Linked DNA regions of Danio rerio: region 1 is linked to region 2. A link is a contact called in public Hi-C data. All regions are on one chromosome and are shown on one strand. The core of a region is the stretch at or near the end of the contact, and the rest is flanking DNA. Distances in the headings are between cores, read along the strand shown.

Region 1 (4,767 bases), core at 1,928-4,427, 170 kb before region 2:
CAGGCATGTTTTGTTTGCGTTTCTCAGTAAAGAGCTGAGATTGTGCCGGACACATGCTTGAGTCCTTCAGCTTGTGTGTGTGTCGTCCTTTCTGTTTCTGATTATTCTCCACACAGGACAGCGTGACCTGCTTCGGAAACTGGCCTATTTCGGAGATGTCTCCTGGGGGAAACCAAGGTGAGAAGGAGCTGTTTTTGGGCTTCTGAAAGAGATGATGTAGGGCCTGCTTTCTTTTAAACAGCATGTTGTATGCTTAGGGCTCATGCAGGAAGTGTGGGACTTCTGAGGCTCTGTCCCAAATGGTGCATTAAAGCCCTCTTTTTAAGTCCACACTTTGGTTTTGTAATCTTGCGTAGGCTGTTCAAATCATAAAATGTAGGGCCCTGTGATTTCAGCTGTGTAGAAATGCAGCCAAAATCCAGTTGTGAGTATGTTTTTTTTTTTTAGTAAAACATGGAATTTTATGGAATTTGACAAATCAAAAGTGTCTTTGTATACCTGATTAATTTCATCACGTGGTATAGTGTCTGTAAAAATAGAACTACAAATAAGACAGTTTAAATATGAAGTCTTCATGTTCTTAGTGAATTAATTAGGTGTCATTTGCTACACATACAGTACTCAATGAAATAATCTGCATATTTTATCTGTAACTTTTTATAAATTAACAATTAAACTTTTTATAAAGTTTGCTTAATTCCTTCATGTTGTCCCAACACAAATCGATTGTGTGGAACACAGCATTTTTACTGTGTGATTGTGCGGCCCTATTTTTTTACTGAATAAATACGCATATTTTTTTTACTAAAAAACAAACATTTCTTTCAGAAAAGTATAGAAAAATTCAAATGGAAATATTTTAAATTTTGGGTGATGCGGTGGCACAGTAAGTAGCACGTTCGCCTCGCAGCAAGAAGGTCACTAATTCGAGTCTCGGCCGGGTGGCATTTCTGTGTGGAGTTTGCATGTTCTCCTCGTGTTCGTGTGGATTTCCTTCATGTGCTCTGGTTTCCCACAGAAGTCCAAAGACATGTGGTACAGGTGAATTCTGTATTCTAAAACTGACAGCAGTGTATGAGTGTGTAAATAAGTGTGGGTGTTTCCCAGTGATGGGTTGCAGCCGGAAGGAAAACATATGCCGGATAAGTTGGCGGTTCATTCTTCTGTGGTGACAAACAAAATTTTAAAAACTTTTTTGTGTGCGTGTGGGGAAGCCAAGCAAAAACAAACAAAAAAATTAAATTAGGAAAAAAATAGGGCTACACAACATTGAAAAAAATTACTTCCGCTGCTTGTTCAAACTACTTATTAAAAATGAGTTATTACAAAACAATTATTAAGGTTTTTTTGCACAACGTAATTGTTTTATGCTCAATCTACTTAAATTTGTAAAAAACGATTATGTTATCCTAATCGATTTGTGTGGAACCCAGCATTCATTACAGTGAATCACACTTGTTCACATTGTTGGGACAATATGAAGGAATTAACCTCACAGTAAGAAGCTCTCTGGTTCGAGTGACAGCTGGGTCAGTTGGCATTTCTTGTGGAGTTTGCAGGTCCTCCCAGTGTTGGCGTGTGTTGGCGTGGGTCCTCCGGTTGCTCTGGGTTCCCTCACAGTCCAAAGACATGCGGTGCAGGTGAATTGAATAAAGTAAATTGGCTGTAGTGCATACGTACGTGTGTGCCTGCAAGTGTGTATGGGTGTTTTCTAGTACAGGGTTGCAGCTGAAAGGGCATCCGTATGCCGGAATAGTTGTCGGTTCATTCCGCTGTGGTGACCCGTAATAAATAAGAGACTAAGTCAAAAGAAAATTAATGATTTAATGATAGACCTTTAAAAATGACTACTTTTACATTAGTAATATTTCTGCAAAAATGTGCTGAATAAAAGGTCCATTGTTAATATCATAGAGATTTATGGACCAAAGCTAAATTAAATTCCAAAGTAAATTTCAACAAGCATAACAATGTGACTGAACTATTAAGCATGGGACACTTTATAGGGTATCCGTGGGGTCTTAAAAAGCCTTAATGTCTAAAATCTCAAAAGGTAAATTTTAGGCCTTAAAGTCTTAAATGTACTGAAATATTTTGTTGTAGGTCTTAAATATTTTTAACAGGTCTTAATTTACCTTTGTTCATGTACAGCTGCAGAATCTGGCCATTAAAAATACCAATCACCAACAATCCCAATGTCAATAAACATTTTATTTAAAAATAGCATTTATTTACTTTCCTTACAGTAACATTTGTTTAAAAGTTCTCGATGTATTTACTGCTGAGGATACTGACCTGAAGGATATTTTTATTATTATTAAATTATTATTATTATTATTGTACTAATAAATGTATTAAACTATAATATTTTTTATAGGGCAAGTGAAAATCTTTTCCAGCTTGGATGTTCTAAAAAATCCTTAGCATTATCCCAGCACAAGTCTAAAATTTTACTCATAATGGTCTTAAATTGTCTTAAAAATTCTTAAAGTTAACTTAGTGAAACCTGCTTTAGATCAAACTAGTCCTACACTTGATTACTGCTTACTGCCTTAATGGTTTTTGTTTTAAATTGACTTTTCTAGTCTTCTCAACTTACATCAATCAATTTCACTAAAATATCAAGTTAAACTTTGTAAACAATATAGTTGAAACCTGATTAACATATTAAAATTAGTTAAATTGACAAAAATATTTGTTGTTCTAATTTTTATTTTATTTTTTTGTCAGAAAAGCAAAGCAATGATTTGTGGTATTTGTTTAGTTGTAATTGCTGAAAAGAAAAGAAAATCATTAATGCCTTATTTAACCGAAATTACTATCCAGCAGTCAGTTTAACATACCATTATACTCGTAACAATAATCCATCTTACGCAGTTACATTCCTGCACTTTGAAATGTGCCACAGAAAAAGCATTAAACGGCCTATAAACTGGTATGGAAACATGGGAATTGCTTTTAGCCCAGCAAAACTCTGAATCTGAGGGTGTATATTAGCTCTGTCAGCAATTAGCTTTTTATGATGCAGGCCGGGCTGTTTTAACATTGTCTAATGAACAAATGGATCCTGTTGCTATTCTGTTTTCCATTTTTCCACCTCGCTCACTCACTCTGTCCATACTTTTTATCTCCCTTGTGAAAACCCTCCCCTTTTTTGTCAGGATGTTGTTTTACTACAAAGTAATAGTATTCCAGGCCCGACTAAAAAAGCTGTGGCGCTTCAGAGATGGTTGATATAGTGCCTCTATTGATCCTGTATCCTGGCAACTTCTGACAACAGCTGAGCAAAGGACAGCACTCCGAAATCACAGACAAGACTTTTCTTGTGCAAAGTTAAATATAGGCCTGCCTTGGCCAATGCATTTAGAGAGATTTTGTCCTGTGCATCGCGCAGATCTTGTATATTGGGAGAGTTGGTATTATAATGCAGCTGCTGAAATCCAAGCTGTTTTTTTTTTTGTGTAATGTAAAATATTGCCTAATAACTATCTTACTTAAAGATACTTTATTTAGGTTTTTGACTCTTTTAAAGCCTAAAATACCATAATATGTTTGCAGATATTTAAGAAAAATGCTAAGTGAACATTCTTGTTTATCTAAAAAAAACAACAACAAAAAAACAATGCTGAAGTCAGATATTCTACTTTGAAAATGTCTGTTACATGTCGGAACACTGTCTTTATTTTTGTTATATTAACCTGCCCACTGCCAGTTTAGCCAATTATATGTCAGCACCCCAGGTTGCCTTGTTGGAAAACAGTGCATTTCATTCATTCATTCATTCATTCATTCATTCATTCATTTAGAAAGGTTTTCAAAGCATGCTTCCATGACCGAAAAAAGACGCAGATACAACATGAGGTTATTAATTAGCAAATAATATAAATATTACGAATGTAAACATTAGATGGGCAAGTTCCATTGTAAACCCGTGTCCTAACAACGTGCTATATGATGAGATTTGCTGTGATAAGCAATGTGGCTGTTTGCACTAGAAAAAACATGACAGAAATTTAAATGCCACCTTTAAGAAGCACAGAATATGCACTCACTTACAAAATGGTAAGGTTTATAATTTAATAATACATATTAATTTACTGGTATGGCAATAAATGTCATGTAAAATGGCATTCAAACTCACATTGTTAGCATTTAACACTGAATAAAACACATGAGGTGTACCTGAGGTGATTATTGTCAGTTTTCTGTTGTTCAGCTGCAAGAAATAGATTGCATTCCTAAAATATAAATTCGATTAGTTGCTTAGAACAAACACTCCTTTTAATAAGGAGAATGTTCCTTCTATCATGTGTAGTTGTTTTTATATAGAACACGATTTGACTCAGCCTTTAGGCTCGATCGTCAGACTCACTCTTATTGGTCCTCAATCTGGCAACCTGCACTTGCGTTTGTTTTGATAAAGGAATGCAATACCTAGTTCAACCATTGGTTATCATACTTACATACTGTACGTTTAAACATGTAGAGCAGTCCAAAGAAATGTGGTATAGGCAAATTGGATTAACTAAAAATTGGCCGTAGTGTATGAGTGCATGTGGGAATGAGAAAGTGGGGTGTTTCCCAGTTGAGTCTGGAAGGGCATCCGCTGTGTGAAACATATGCTGGAATTGTTGTCGATTCATTCTTCTGTGGCGACTCCTGATAAATAAAGGACTAAGCCTTGGGAAAATGAATGAATAAATGTAGAGCCATAAATTTTGATTTGAGACTATAGTGACTGTATGAAATGTAGTACTGCCAGTTCAG
Region 2 (4,737 bases), core at 737-3,236:
ACACAGTGGATGTGCTTTAGTTATATAGTTTTGTATTATTTTTAGTCGTTACGGATGCAGTGACACACAATCAAATATTTTGCAGAACAGATCCACAACTTTTGCATTCATAAGTTATCATAAAAGCCCTCACACTGCAGATATTAGGAGGTTTGCTGTCGTGCAGTGAGGGGTTTGCGCCTGTAATAAACTATGACAGTTCACGTTCATTGAAAAGTAAGAATGATTAATAAACTCATCTGAAACAGTCCCTTAAAAGTGACGTTGCGTCTTCAGTTTCGGGCTTAGGCACGATTTGCGCTCACACTAAAAGCGTACCACGCCAAAGCCTAACCTCTGGCACACCTCTTCCTACCGGGCCAGGGCCGGCCAACTGAACCGCACCTGGGCCCGATTTGGAGCACTCATACTTGTCAAACAAACCAGGAAACGCACCTGGTCATGGTTTGGATAGCATAGTGTGAGTGCACCCTTAATTGCATATACATGTTCAGAATAAATAAATAAATAAATAAATAAATAAATAAATAAATAAATAAATAAATAAATAAATAAATAAATATTCAATATATTACAAAATAGGTAACACTTTAAAGCAGGGGTGTCCAAACCGGCCAAAAACCAACCTTGATTGAGGGCTATGAGCCATATATATATATATATATATATATATATATATATATATATATATATATATATATATATATATATATATATATATGTGTGTATGTATGTATGTATATATATATATATATATATATATATATGTGTGTATGTATGTATGTATATATATATATATATATATATATATATATATATATATATATATATATATATATATATATATATATATATATATATATATATATATATTACATTAAGTTTGCCAAGGGTAATTTCCTAATTTATTAGCTAATATTAAAAATTACCAGAAAAGTAGAAAAAAATAAAAAATAAACAATCACATTTATAACACAATGCAATTCAATGTTTAATATAGTCGAGCTGCTCTTGGCTTTGCCTTGATTTGCTCGCAGATGTCTTGTGCATTGTCCTCTATTTGACAAGTGACAGTATTCACATTTTAAAAGTCTGATTCATTTATAACATTTATTTGAAACATTTCATTTCAGTTGGCTTTTTATTGTTTTATTGTTCAGTCACAAAACAAACAAACAAAAATTTACGTTGAATTTGTCAACGTTAATCTTACAATCTCTGTCAAACCACCTTCCATTCCACATTCCCATCCCTGCTCCCACTCTTTTCTGATGGGAGGGTGGGCCAAATCAAAGGTTACCATGGGCCAACTTTAGGCATCTCTGCTTTAAAGTAAAACAGTAGGTATTTTAGGTTATTCTGCCTGTTAAAGTAATCTTTTTTGCAGCTCAATATATTGATGATACCATGTATCATGACAAAAGTTTAAGCAATTAATCACAGCAAGAAATTTTGAGAGAAGCCTAGTAAGCAAGTGCAATATGTGATTTCTGACCTAGCAGCCCTGCAGAGTTTAGCTCCTACCAAACTGAAACAAATCCTAAACCACGTGACCAAGGTCTTTAGACACAACAGAAACTTGTAGATAATTTGATTGGAGCAGAACTCTGCAGGGCATTGACCTTCCAGGAGAATAATTGGACACCCCTGAGCTAGATAATGAGTTTAATTTGAATAATAAAAAAACAGCTGTGATCTTCATTTTGTCCTGTCATCTTTTGGACAGGCTGGTGGATTTCACTCGACTGCCCTCGCCGACCCCCGAAAACAAGGACCTGTTCTTTGTCACAAGGAATTCTGTGATTCAGCCGTCACCCGCCCGCAGCTCCAGTTACTCCGAGGCCAACGAGCCAGATGTTCAGATCCCCAACGGTAGCAAGAGCTTGTCAATGGTGGACCTGCAGGACAGCCGTTCTCTAGAGAGCGCTGCCAACACCTCCTTCAGTGACCCCATCAACGACAGCCAGGCGTCTGCTGGCCAGAGCGCAGGAATGTGGACCACCCGCACCATAAAGGGCAACACGCCCAGTGGTCCAACCCTGAGGAGAGCAGGTCAGACCCCCACCACCCCGAGCACAGAGTCTGCCCCAGGAAGGTCCCAGCTGCTTGCCCCGCTCTCCTTCCAGAACCCTGTGTACCAGATGGCCGCCGGATTGCCTGTGTCACCCCGTGCAGTGGCCGATTCAGGATCTGAATGCCAGAGTTCCATCAGCAGCAATGCAGAGGAAGCAGCTACCGCGGGGCCAAAGCACCCGTTTATAAGCCAGTCCAGCACAGGGGCGAGCGGCGGAGGGGGCAGTAGTGGGGATGAATTTATTCAACGTCCTGGAGAGTTTACACGTCGACAGCTGTCACTTACAGAGACCCAACACCAGACCAATGTACCGCGGCAGAACAGTGCTGGCCCGCAGCGCCGGATAGACCAACCACCTCCAGCCATTACAAGAGGCCGCACTCCACCAAACATGCTCAACACTGCTCCCTATCCACGGCCCTCCAGTGGAAGTATGATGTCATCGTCTCCTGACTGGCCCAGCAGCGGCACTAGACTGAGGCAACAGTCTTCGTCCTCCAAAGGGGACAGTCCAGAGTCCAAGCAGCGCACACTACACAAACAAGTGAGTCCATTTGAACACTATTTCTCTAGTTTTCATAAATGTGTCTATTTCATTTCATTATTTAAAACTGAAGCCATAATGTTCCAAGTATGGTTGCTGTGACCTTGTGCAATGATGTCACTAGAAACGATACCAATTAGATAGGGTTCTTGTTTACTAGTTAGCCCAATCAAGTAGGTATGACTGCAGCCTCCTGCAGACCTCTAGGTGGGAGGGACTTATGCTGCAGTTAGGCTGGGTTTAGGGGTGGTGTAGGTACTGTATAAACATTAATAAAACATAACAGGTCACTGTTAGATTGGGTCTAGGGTTGGGTTTAGGGTTAGGGTAGGTGTAGACATTCATAAAACACAGTAGGTTGGACTCCATGTTATGTACAAGATAAATGAAAACTCCAGGAGGTGTGTTCAGCCCCCTTGGAGCTTAAGTCCCACCCACTTTGAGCTGACCAAACCATTTGAACCTGGCTCTGACCTCCATTTATACCCTTCTCGGCCTAATTGCAAATACACATGTGACAATTAACTAAAAGCAAACGTGTTAGAAAAATAAACACTTTACACTTAAATGTTCTGTATAAGTTTTTGACAATTCTAAAGCATAAAATACCATAATATGTTTGCAAATATTTAAGAAACATGCCACTTGAACAATCTTGGTTATCTGAAAAACAATGCTGAAGTCAGATTTTCTGCTTTGAAAATGTGTTACGTGCCAGAATATCTGTCTTTGTTTTGGTTTTAACACATTTAACATAAGTAAAAGCACATGAGGTTTACCTGAGGTAAGCATTGCCAGTTTGCTGTTATTCAGCTGCAAGCCATTTCTAATATATTAATTTAAGGTGTTGGTTAGAACAAAAACTCTATCGTGTGCTGTTACTTTTATATAGAACATGACTTAAATCAGCCTTTAGGCTCGATTGTCAGACTCGCTTCTGGTGGTCCTCAATCTGACAACCAATGTTTTTTTTAATCCAGGAATGTAATGTAAGTTCAACCGCTGGGTGTCAAACTTACATAATACACATATAAACGTACTTCAGCATGTGAATTAAAATAAGTACTACCTAAAATTATCTAAATCGTTTATGGAAAAAGCTCATTTGAAAATGTATTTGTTACATTTGTACAATTTTTTTATGATATGTGCTGCAGCCACCCACCAGGAAGCAATACAAATGTTTTGGCTTTATTTGGTATGGTTTATATCTTGATGAAAAGATCATGTCATATTTAATATGATATTTAATCATGTCATATTCATGTCAATTATGTCAATTTAATTGTACTCATCAGAAATATAATTTTAGTGCAAATTTAAATCATCAACATTTAGTTTACCAAAACCCTTGTTGTTGATTTATGCAGATGTTGTGTTTCACTCACTTTATTCAGTCCCTATGTACCCAAATGATTTTAATTTGTATAAAACCAAATATTGTCTAAGAACTTAAAACAACTGGTAGCCATAATTGGATGGTGTTTTCAGTCATTTTGACTACACTTGTCATTTCTACACTATTTTGAGAAGCTTTTTAGAAAACAAGTATGTGTATAATCAAGAATTTGTTCCCTCATTTTAGTAGTTACTTGTGTTAGCCAGTACTCATTTTTGGGTATTTACACCTACCTAACTTTAAATAGTAAAAGTCCTTGACCCCAGTGAGCTACAAACAAAAATTAAATATCATTGGAAAGAAGACACTTTGAATCCATCTAGAAAGTTTCATGCTAAAAAAATATGAAAAGTTATATATTATGAAGTAATGAGAAAGAAAAATTGTAGTGTTTTTAATATTTGTTTTTTCATAAACAAACAAAGCCTAGTCTCTCATAAGTTTATATTTCAAATTTAATAAAGATAGCATGCAAAATAAGATTTCTGTAAAAGGTTTTCTGAGACTATATCGGTGTCCTACTTGTCCTCACCGCCAGAGGCATTTTAAAAATTACCTTCCCAATATAAAACAGTAACAGTTGCTGAGTAATTTGGTCTACCTTCACAGTTCATATATCTTTGGAAAGAAGACACGTTAGGCTTTATTATTCCAGCATCTAGATTTTATAATGTTCAAAACAAAAACAAAAAAAACCTATAGATTCTTAAGTAGTGTAAA

The links. Hi-C and Micro-C count contacts between places; a contact is called where the count stands out from the background.
Region 1: a Hi-C map of embryo shows a contact between it and region 2, with 2.4 times the contacts expected there. The contact joins two enhancer-like sites. A contact is called at or near these places in 1 of 18 Hi-C or Micro-C datasets (embryo) and 1 of 4 datasets of contacts at active chromatin or transcription factors (caudal fin).

Annotation. Positions count from the first base shown.
Region 1 is chr8:13,892,976-13,897,742 of GRCz12tu, reverse strand. All of the region lies in intron 3 of dab2ipa (DAB2 interacting protein a), which reads left to right. Among named protein-coding and RNA genes, the nearest start is that of dab2ipa, 22 kb to the left of the region's middle. Within about 2 kb of position 3,177, at least 6 of the 62 cell types and tissues checked have an H3K27ac peak or open chromatin away from gene starts, as enhancers often do.
Region 2 is chr8:13,725,015-13,729,751 of GRCz12tu, reverse strand. It overlaps dab2ipa (DAB2 interacting protein a), which reads left to right. Exons shown (of 18, transcript XM_017357419.4): 14 at 1,727-2,618. Among named protein-coding and RNA genes, the nearest start is that of endog, 32 kb to the right of the region's middle. Within about 2 kb of position 1,986, at least 3 of the 62 cell types and tissues checked have an H3K27ac peak or open chromatin away from gene starts, as enhancers often do.